Regions from separate parts of the Mus musculus genome. Here region 1 is linked to region 2. A link is a contact called in public HiChIP or PLAC-seq data. All regions are on one chromosome and are shown on one strand. The core of a region is the stretch at or near the end of the contact, and the rest is flanking DNA. Distances in the headings are between cores, read along the strand shown.

Region 1 (4,240 bases), core at 360-2,859, 96 kb before region 2:
AAGAGTTTACTTGAGGAGCCTAGACCTCTGCACCCAAGAAGTCTAGGGATCTTGGCAACAACTTTGAAATCATCTAAATAAAAAATGATGGTTATAATAATTCTAAAAGCACTAGTGGTCAAGTTCATTGCTTGTTGGAACTCATAAGAGGCATACACAGAATTTAGACAGACCAGACTAGCTCCAAACTATTCATCCCACTTTATCTAATGGTTTTTTCAGCCCCTCCCCCAGCCTTCTCAGTCTGGGCTTGATTTTTCTTTATACAACCTTCTTCCCACAGAGGCTTCTTTTTCTTGGCACCTCAAACTTCATTTGTATTGCAAGTCTTGTCCACACAGAGACCTTCTGAGATAACAGCTACTTCCTTGGTCTCATCTTATTTGTATCCATCTATTTGGATACCATATTCATTTCATCCCTAGTTTTGAGCTTACCTCTTAGCTTGTGTTTTTTTTTTTTTTTTCTATTCTTTACTGTAATAATGGGGTCTGGTTCAGTGCAATACATAAGCTTGCTGTTTCTTCTTCTTCTTCTTCTTCTTCTTCTTCTTCTTCTTCTTCTTCTTCTTCTTCTTCTTCTTCTTCTTCTTCTTCTTCTTCTTCAAAAAAAAAAAAAAAAAAAAAATGCCGGTTGCCTGTAAGGCATCCAGACTCACCCTCCTCAACCCTCTCCCCGAGGTAAAGCTAGTGCAGAAAATGAGCAGAAGAGTCCAGGTTTCTTTTCTTGGTCCCTTTTCAGTCAGATGCTGCTCCAAACATAAAAGGTGAAAGACTGGGGGGACAGCAAGATTGTCCAAAGAAAAGTCTCAAGTGTGATTTTATCAACTCCATAAATCCAACTGCTTGCCATGAACCTGTTGACCTTTTGGAATGAACTAAGCTCTTGGACTGGCATCCAGACTGAGATAGTGGAAACATTCCTATCTGGGGCTGAGGGTAAAACTGAGGAGACAGCTATGGTGCCAAGTGTGTGTGTGTGTGTGTGTGTGTGGGGGGGGGGGGGGGTTGGGTTGGGCAGGTTCCGAGGAAGACAATTTCCTGGGAACTCCAGTGCTATGCTTCCCAAGAGTGACAATGTCCACCGTGCAGAGGAAGCTCCAGCTGGTTAGTCAGTGGCATATTACTATGGCAGCACGTGGGGGGAGGTGCCGGGGGAGTATCCTAGGCTAGGTGCCGGTCTTTGAGTCTGTTAGCCTTTCTGGGGTGATTTGGCCAGTGAGCTTTTCAAGAGTACTAACCTATAAACGTGGTTCTAGCCTGGGGAGCTGGGCGTCGCTCTACATCCCCTCACCTCTCCTTGTGCCCTTTGCGGGGAAGGTGGTATGTCCACTCAGACTCGCACCCGCTTTCATCTGCAGCCTGCCGATTTTGCAGGGCATCTTACGGGGGGCTTGGGACCCTGGTCCAGTAAGGAGGGCCCGGGAGGAGTCACCCGTGCCCCAGACTTTCTGTACAGCGGGGTGGCGCACTCAGCGCGCGCGTTGGAAAGGTTCATTTTAAGAGTTTCAGGGCCTCGGTTTGGTGATCCGATCGGGTGACAACTTTCATCCCAGAGCCTCTCTTGTGACCCGGCGGCCTCAAGCGGACACCAGAGGGCGCCGCTTTAATGTGCTTCAGCCCGGGATCCTCGAAGGGGGCGCAGAAGTAGAGTCGGGCTAGGGATCCAGTTCTCTGTAACCTGATGGGCGCGATCCGATAATCTGCGGGACCCCTCTGGGAGCATCCTTTTTGTTTTTCCGCCTTGGGCGCGTAAAGCGGGGTGTAGGGCACCCCGAGGCCAGGTCCCCTGTTCCCACTTTGCAAGATCAACTACAGGAGCTCATACCGGGTCTTTTCACTACCTGAGGGTTCCTTGCAGAGCTGTCAGGGTGAGAAAGGAGGAGAGGTCCCTGACTGAAGCCTCGCCCCCTCTAACTGCTAAGGAACATGCCTGCAGGCGTTGAACCGAGAGCGACTAATTAATTTCCCAGCACTTGTGCAGAATACTTTAGAATGGAAAAAATGAAGGTTTTCGATGAAAATGAAGCTTGATGGTGTGCACCTGCCACTAATGCACGATGCACCGTAACTTCCCTCATTAGAGAGATGGCTTGGGTTGAGAACAAGTCATATAGTGAAAATCACTTCAACACGTGCCTGTTCATATGCATAAACTCCTGTGTACCAGATGGCAAAATATAATGACATCTTAAACAGCTAATTGCATAAACCTTGTAATGCAGATAATTGCTGTACCAAAGTAGGAGTTAATAATTTCCCACTGTATTGCCTGGCTTCAGAGTAATCCTTAAGGAAAGTTGTGACAATTCTAACACACTAAAGTTCACCAAGCGGTAATTAAAACTAGCACTTATATCATTTGACTTTCAAACCCTTAATTATGTTTTGGAAGAACTGCTATGTGGAAACCCAGAAGTTGTAGATGATTATAACATTTGATGCCTGTGATTCGTCCGTTTTCCTTTGCAGGTCTCATGTGGCATAAGATTAGAGAAGCCATTGGGGATATGTTATATTCTCCAAAATGATTCCCAGAGTGGAAGGCCTGCATTTTGGTGCGTGATTGGTTAATTCCCACCCCCAGTAGATCTGTGGATTATTGCCAATGTGTACTTATTCAAGGGGCCACTTCAATGATAACTTTACCGTTACATTACATTTACATTAAACATTACAGCCTTACCATGTGACTGACACCTTTAAAAACACTTTGCAGGTATCTCATCTAATCCTCGACACAACTATCACAAATGTACCCTGACTACTGTCCTTCTTCGATGAGGGAACCCAGATAAGGACTAGTAAATTATTTCCTCAAAGTCACTGATCTGAAGACACCACAAACCACAGAATCCACACTGTTTACCATTATTTTTAACGGTCCCATTATTTACAATAGGACCTGAGCATTTCAACATTCCCATTTTATTTTCTAATAGTATTTAGAAATAAAATTCGTATGTAATAATTGAATTATTAATGCAACTTGGCAGGTAAATATCTTTGTTGAATTTAATTTCTCATCTATTTCCATGATACTTCCCCATGGAAAATAATCTGTGGTTTATACAAAGTGGTTGTCCATTAGTAAACAACCAAGAAGAGCACACCCATAGAACTAGATTTTCATTTTCCTAAAACATAGTTTAAAAGATAGATATACCTTAGTGTTTTTATCTCTCCATTTGACAAAGAATAAAATTAGCTTATGGTATATTAAAAAAGCACATACAATAACACACCCAGAACACAATGCTCCGTACAAGACACACACAGTGTTGTCTTTTCTCTCTTTATGTTGATATTATAGATTTTCTCTTTTTGTCGTTTTGAGCAGATAAGATGAGGGATGCCAGCTGTCTCCTCAGCATGCAGCCACCCTTGGAGACTCCCTTCTGTGAGTTATGTGCCCATCTCCTCCACAGTTGCTCCTACATTAAGTCCTTAATTTAGAGGGAGGAATTTCAGCTTTGAGGTCAGGAGCTCAGCACGCTTATTCTTTTTCCACTATGACTTTGCAGAGTGACCTTGGATAAGACACTCGATGGCCATGAAATTCAGCTTCTTTACCCAAAACACAAAAGCCCTGGCTTGTCACACATGTCCCTCCTAGTTCCGTCCTTCTGGGATGTTATGCAGCTGTTTCTCATCTAACTTTTTTTATTTTAAAATGGGAATAAGACTACTAGGTTGCACTCTCAGTAATACAAGGAAGAATCTGAGATGTTTGGCTCAACCAGAAAAATGTCTGTAGGGAAAAGACTTAATTTAGGAAGCATTTCTTTGATAGCTGTTATTTTCTGGTGTAGCACTCAAGGAATAAAGGGAAATGTGACATAATCCTTGACATCAGCAGTTTCTGATATAGCTAGTGACAGGCAGAGGAGTATAACTATGCAGTGGCACGATGGCGGCCATGATACGTAGCATATTATGAAGTAGAAACATGTTATTTACATGGTGGGGCAATTTCATGGCAGAGGTGACACCTGAGCTGCATTTTGAAGGACAAGTCAGAGCTGGTACACCGTGGGTCCATGGAATATGGGAAATAGGAAAACGTAGCTACCTGGGAGTAAGGAAGAAATCAGGTGACCATCAATATAAGGAACAAAGGAGAGAGCCTAGGTAGAAAAGACAGACATAGGGCTAATCTTGCAAGGCTTTGTTGCAGGGTTTGGACTATACTATGAATTTAATGGGATTAGAATGAAAGATTGACTGTCTTAGACTTCATT
Region 2 (4,359 bases), core at 1,738-4,237:
GAGCTCAGTAATAGCTTGTGTTTCTCAAAAGGTGGTGAAGAACCAGCTATCACTGATCTAGAAGAGGCTGAGGAACCCAGGTGGAACACCACTACCTAGGCATACATCTGTGTCTCCCACTTTCTAAACAGCAAGCCTAGGGCACAGTAAGCATTCAAGAAATTGCTGAAAAGAACAAAAGAGTTCAAAGATGTGAGTGTGTCTGCTGTGGTGTGGAGATTTTACTTCACTATTTATACCAAATATTGGGACATTGGGAAAGACTATGGTCATCTTGTAGAAAATTGAACAGTAGCTAATGTTTGTGAGTAGCTTATTTGTTAGGTATTGTGCTAAGAGACTGCGAGATGTGTTCTTTCACTTAATCTCCAAAGCAGAAATCACTTTCATGACTGTCTTTCCATTCCCATATGAGACAAATAGTCCAGATTTTCCTTGTACTAGAATCACAGTTTTGAGCACAGAGCTAAATGCTTAATTGACCCAAACCATCCTCCTGCCAGTCTTTTCTCCAAATCATCAGGACTGAATGGGGGTATGTGATGGGGGGGGGGGGGAGGGGGTTACGACTTTGACGAAGAAGGTCCCTGAGGGCCAGATACACACGAAGCAGATCTTTGCAGTTTGTTAGTACATCCCTTAGAGAGCTGGGCATGTTCTTAGATTCCAGATCTTTTGACTAGAGAAGAGAGTAGTGGACTAGTCTCTGAAAAACTCGTAATATGAACCAAGTAAATTTGACTATGAGGAGATCATTGCCACTGTTACCGATTAGTACAAGTCATCAGATGCCAAGGTTGCTCATGCGGAGACCAGTTCACCTGTAGGAAATCTCCATTTGAACTTACTTGGTGAATCATTTTGAAACATATTTTTACACTAGGAAAAGATGTTGGTAATTATCCCCTAGTTTCTGTATTATTATTATTATAAGAAGGCTTTTTTTAAAGCTTAAAATGAATGGATGTTACCATAAATGAAAATTTATATAGATTAGATTACATAAAAGTGAACAACTTCATGTAAAACACATTTTACATAAAACTAGAGAGCAAACAAAAACCTAAGGAACCGTCTGCCACAAATGTAAACTGAGGTAATGCTCTTAATATATAAAGGTCTTGATAAAATAAACCTTGGTGACGTATGGGTCACCAAGTATGGCGTGTCTATATAATAAAACATTGACTAGTTGCCCAAATGATTCTTTAAAAGGGTATTCAGAGCATAGAGATCTAACCATTTAAATGCTGAATCTACAAAGCAAGCTGTACAATCATGTTCATCAAAATAAGGAGAAGTGCCCACTCATGGCTCTGTGTGCACTGAATGCTTTATCTCCTTAGGCCCCCAAACAACTGAATTGGGCACTTACTTCTGATGTTTTCATTTTGTATTTGAGGAATATGAAGCCCAGAGAAGTTGAGTAACTTGCCCAGTCACATCCAACAAATTCATTGGAGCTGGGATCCAAATCCAGGTGTGTGTGTGTGTGTGTGTGTGTGTGTGTGTGTGTGTGTGTGTGTGTGTGTGTGTATGTGTGTGTGTCTGCAAAGTTGTAACTCTAAGTTTCTACAGGCTGTTTATAACCCAGTGCTGTCTGGGGCTTTGTCTTCAGGCCTTTATATCTATCTTTATACCTTGAAGGCAATTAACACTTGCTCAGCTGTAGGACGTTTAGTAATTGATTGATTGGGAGACTAGCTTTAAAAAGATAGATGGGGATGTCCTGGACAATGTGTGGCCCTTCCCCAGTTTCAGTTTCCCCAGATAAAAAGTGTGGTGGGGAATCATAAGGATGTGTGCTGAGAGGGCTTAGAATCGTGCCTAGAATGGAAGGGATTCAGGACATGACTGGTGACAGAATTGAATGGCATCAGACCTCTGTAATACATGACCAGAGAGAACTTTTACATTTAACACCATTGTAAAAACTGATCTAGTGTTAATAGTCTTTGAGATATGAGGGTATGAAAGTTTAAGTCTGCCTTTCAGTGACCACTCTATGCCCCCTGCCCCTAGAAGAGGGATTGTTCCAAATCTTGTATTTTCAGCAATTTAGATAACTTCTTTCAGTAATTAGGAACTGTGAGAGGTGATGCTAAACCAGGGAGAAAAAAGAAAAATATGGAAGTCTAAGGAAGGTGCGTCTGAATGCCTCTGTTGCTTAGTGCAACATCAGCGTGCAAGAGAATTCTCTGAGTGCTCTCGCCATAGCCTAGAGAGCTCTTCAAAAGTGTTCCTTTACCCACACATGCTTTGCAGTCCACTGTAAGGAGAAATGGCCACTTTTCAGATTAAGTGGGCAGAAACCAAGTCAGCAATAGTCCTCTAAAAGGAACTTGGTGACCAGGGTAAGCAGAGAACGCAGGCCTCTCTAAGAAACCTCAGAGACCTTTAGTCATAATAAGAACTGAAACTCTGAACTGATTATAAAGATCTAGGGGACCCTATCCATATTTGACTCACCCTTGCTCCTGTGTCTAGTAACCACTCACCAGGAATCTGAGGAAGAACCAAGAGAACAGGAAAGAGTCTCTGTGTGCATTAGAAACTATCTGCCATTGGGACAGTCCACCTTCTATATTTAAAGTTTAGCATTTCATCCAGATGCTGGTTGCAAACTTTACAGAGATCCTTGTGCTCAGAGAAGCTGGGAAACTTGACTTAGACGGTTAGATGCTTTGTAGAGCAGACCCAACAGTGAGCTCGCCTATTGTCACTGAGTGGACCAGAGCAGGTAACAGAATGTATTGAGGGATCTTGTCCTTAGTCCTGTACTTACTATTTCGAGTCTCTCTGGAGAATGTACAGACATCATCAGACTGGTCAGGGAAGGATGGCGCTGTTCTTGTCTCAGAGGAAATGACCAATGAGTTAATTTTGGATTGGAGCTGTTTGCTCCGGGATCCGGCACAGGTGGCCTGTGTATAGCAGAAGAAGGATTGCTTATGTTCAGATAGAATGGGATTTAGCCCCATGTGGGTCAGCGTGCCTGTTGCCTAGGAAAGGGCACCTTGGACGCCTCTCAGTTGGAAGATATTATCTCCAGATGGAGTCCTCTGCCTGCTGGCAAAGTCACCAGCATTATTTGGTAATATTTTGATGTGCTATTTATATGGAAAGGGGCTTTATTGGCATATCTTTCACATCATGCACAAACAGCTCTAACTTTTCTTCCTAAAAGGGGTGGCAGCAATGAAGATGGCAAAGCTTGGAAAGGGATCAGGGCAAAGAATTGGCCAGCTATGAGCTCAGGCCCAACACCATGTGTCCTGGCCAGAGAGCCCAGGCCTAGCCTTGATTTGCATTCAGGCTGCATCTCTGGCTGCTGAAGCTGGACTCGCCTGTCACTCTGACGAATCTGGCAAGAGCTCCAGACTCAGGGCTTCAATGAACGGGAAACACTTCTCAGGGCTGGAATGGGGGCAGGGAGGGCTTGGGAGAATTAGCCCAGGATTTCATGTCATGCGTTTGCCTGTTCATTGTCTCCATTTGGGAAACAACTTAAAAGCAAACAAAGAGCTTCACATTATTTTAGTAACCCCGGGAAAACTTCTACAGCTCCTCTTGGAAATGTGTATAGCATTGTTTGAAACCTCTCTCTCTCTCTCTCTCCCTCCCTCCCTCCCTCTCTTTCTCTCTCTCCACTTTAGTCAGCACAAATTTGGAGGCAGAACCAACCCTCGTAATAGCGTATCTCATGCTGCTATCAATTTTCCGCCAGAAGAACATTTTGGGACACAAAGTCCTTTGTCTATTTCCAGAAGCTCAATTCAATGACATTACATGAATGACTACAACACTATAGCATGTTCTGCACCGTTTCAAATTGTAACCTAAAAAAAGAGAAGAACTTGGAACTCCGCCAGAGCATAATGATTTCAGCTCTTAAGAAAATCCAGCAACCATTCCGCTACTCTCAATATTTTCTTGCTGTGGAAATTTAAGAATAGGCTCTAATCAAATAGCACCCCCATCCTCCATTTTGCCATGGTTCCTGTTACTAACCAGCCTCCCATGTCTGTTTTAGGTTAAAAAATAAATAAGTTTACAATACGTTTTTTTTTTTTTTTTTTTTTAAAAAAAAAAACTGGGCTGAATCAGACAATTGTATATTTTAGAAAATGAAGGCAAAATGTAAAACGGGCTAATCATGATTCCAAATTCAATCTTCAGGTCTCTAATTGATCCCATCCCAAAGGTAACATTCTATGCTAATTGACATGCTGAGATGGTTACAATTATGTAAAGTAAAACTAGGCCTGTTGGAAACTGTATGTCTTCATGAAGCACGGGAGATGGCCAGATTTTATAATAGTTGACTGCAAAAGGATGCAACCACTTTGCTCACATTTC

The links. HiChIP or PLAC-seq counts read pairs in DNA pulled down with a chosen protein or histone mark.
Region 1: a contact with region 2 is called in an H3K27ac HiChIP or PLAC-seq map of neural progenitor cells, with 9 times the contacts expected there. The contact joins two enhancer-like sites. A contact is called at or near these places in 8 of 484 Hi-C or Micro-C datasets (the AtT-20 cell line, CD4 T cells, brown adipocytes and 4 more) and 7 of 115 datasets of contacts at active chromatin or transcription factors (astrocytes, double positive thymocytes, embryonic forebrain and 4 more).

Annotation. Positions count from the first base shown.
Region 1 is chr4:97,743,345-97,747,584 of GRCm38.p6, reverse strand. It overlaps a transcript of Nfia not described here. Among named protein-coding and RNA genes, the nearest start is that of Gm38709, 32 kb to the left of the region's middle. Within about 2 kb of position 1,609, at least 43 of the 459 cell types and tissues checked have an H3K27ac peak or open chromatin away from gene starts, as enhancers often do. A contact at or near this core is called in cerebellum, cerebral cortex, heart atrium and 2 more, where this site is marked.
Region 2 is chr4:97,648,454-97,652,812 of GRCm38.p6, reverse strand. It overlaps a transcript of Nfia not described here. Among named protein-coding and RNA genes, the nearest start is that of E130114P18Rik, 66 kb to the right of the region's middle. Within about 2 kb of position 2,987, at least 108 of the 459 cell types and tissues checked have an H3K27ac peak or open chromatin away from gene starts, as enhancers often do. A contact at or near this core is called in cerebellum, cerebral cortex, heart atrium and 2 more, where this site is marked.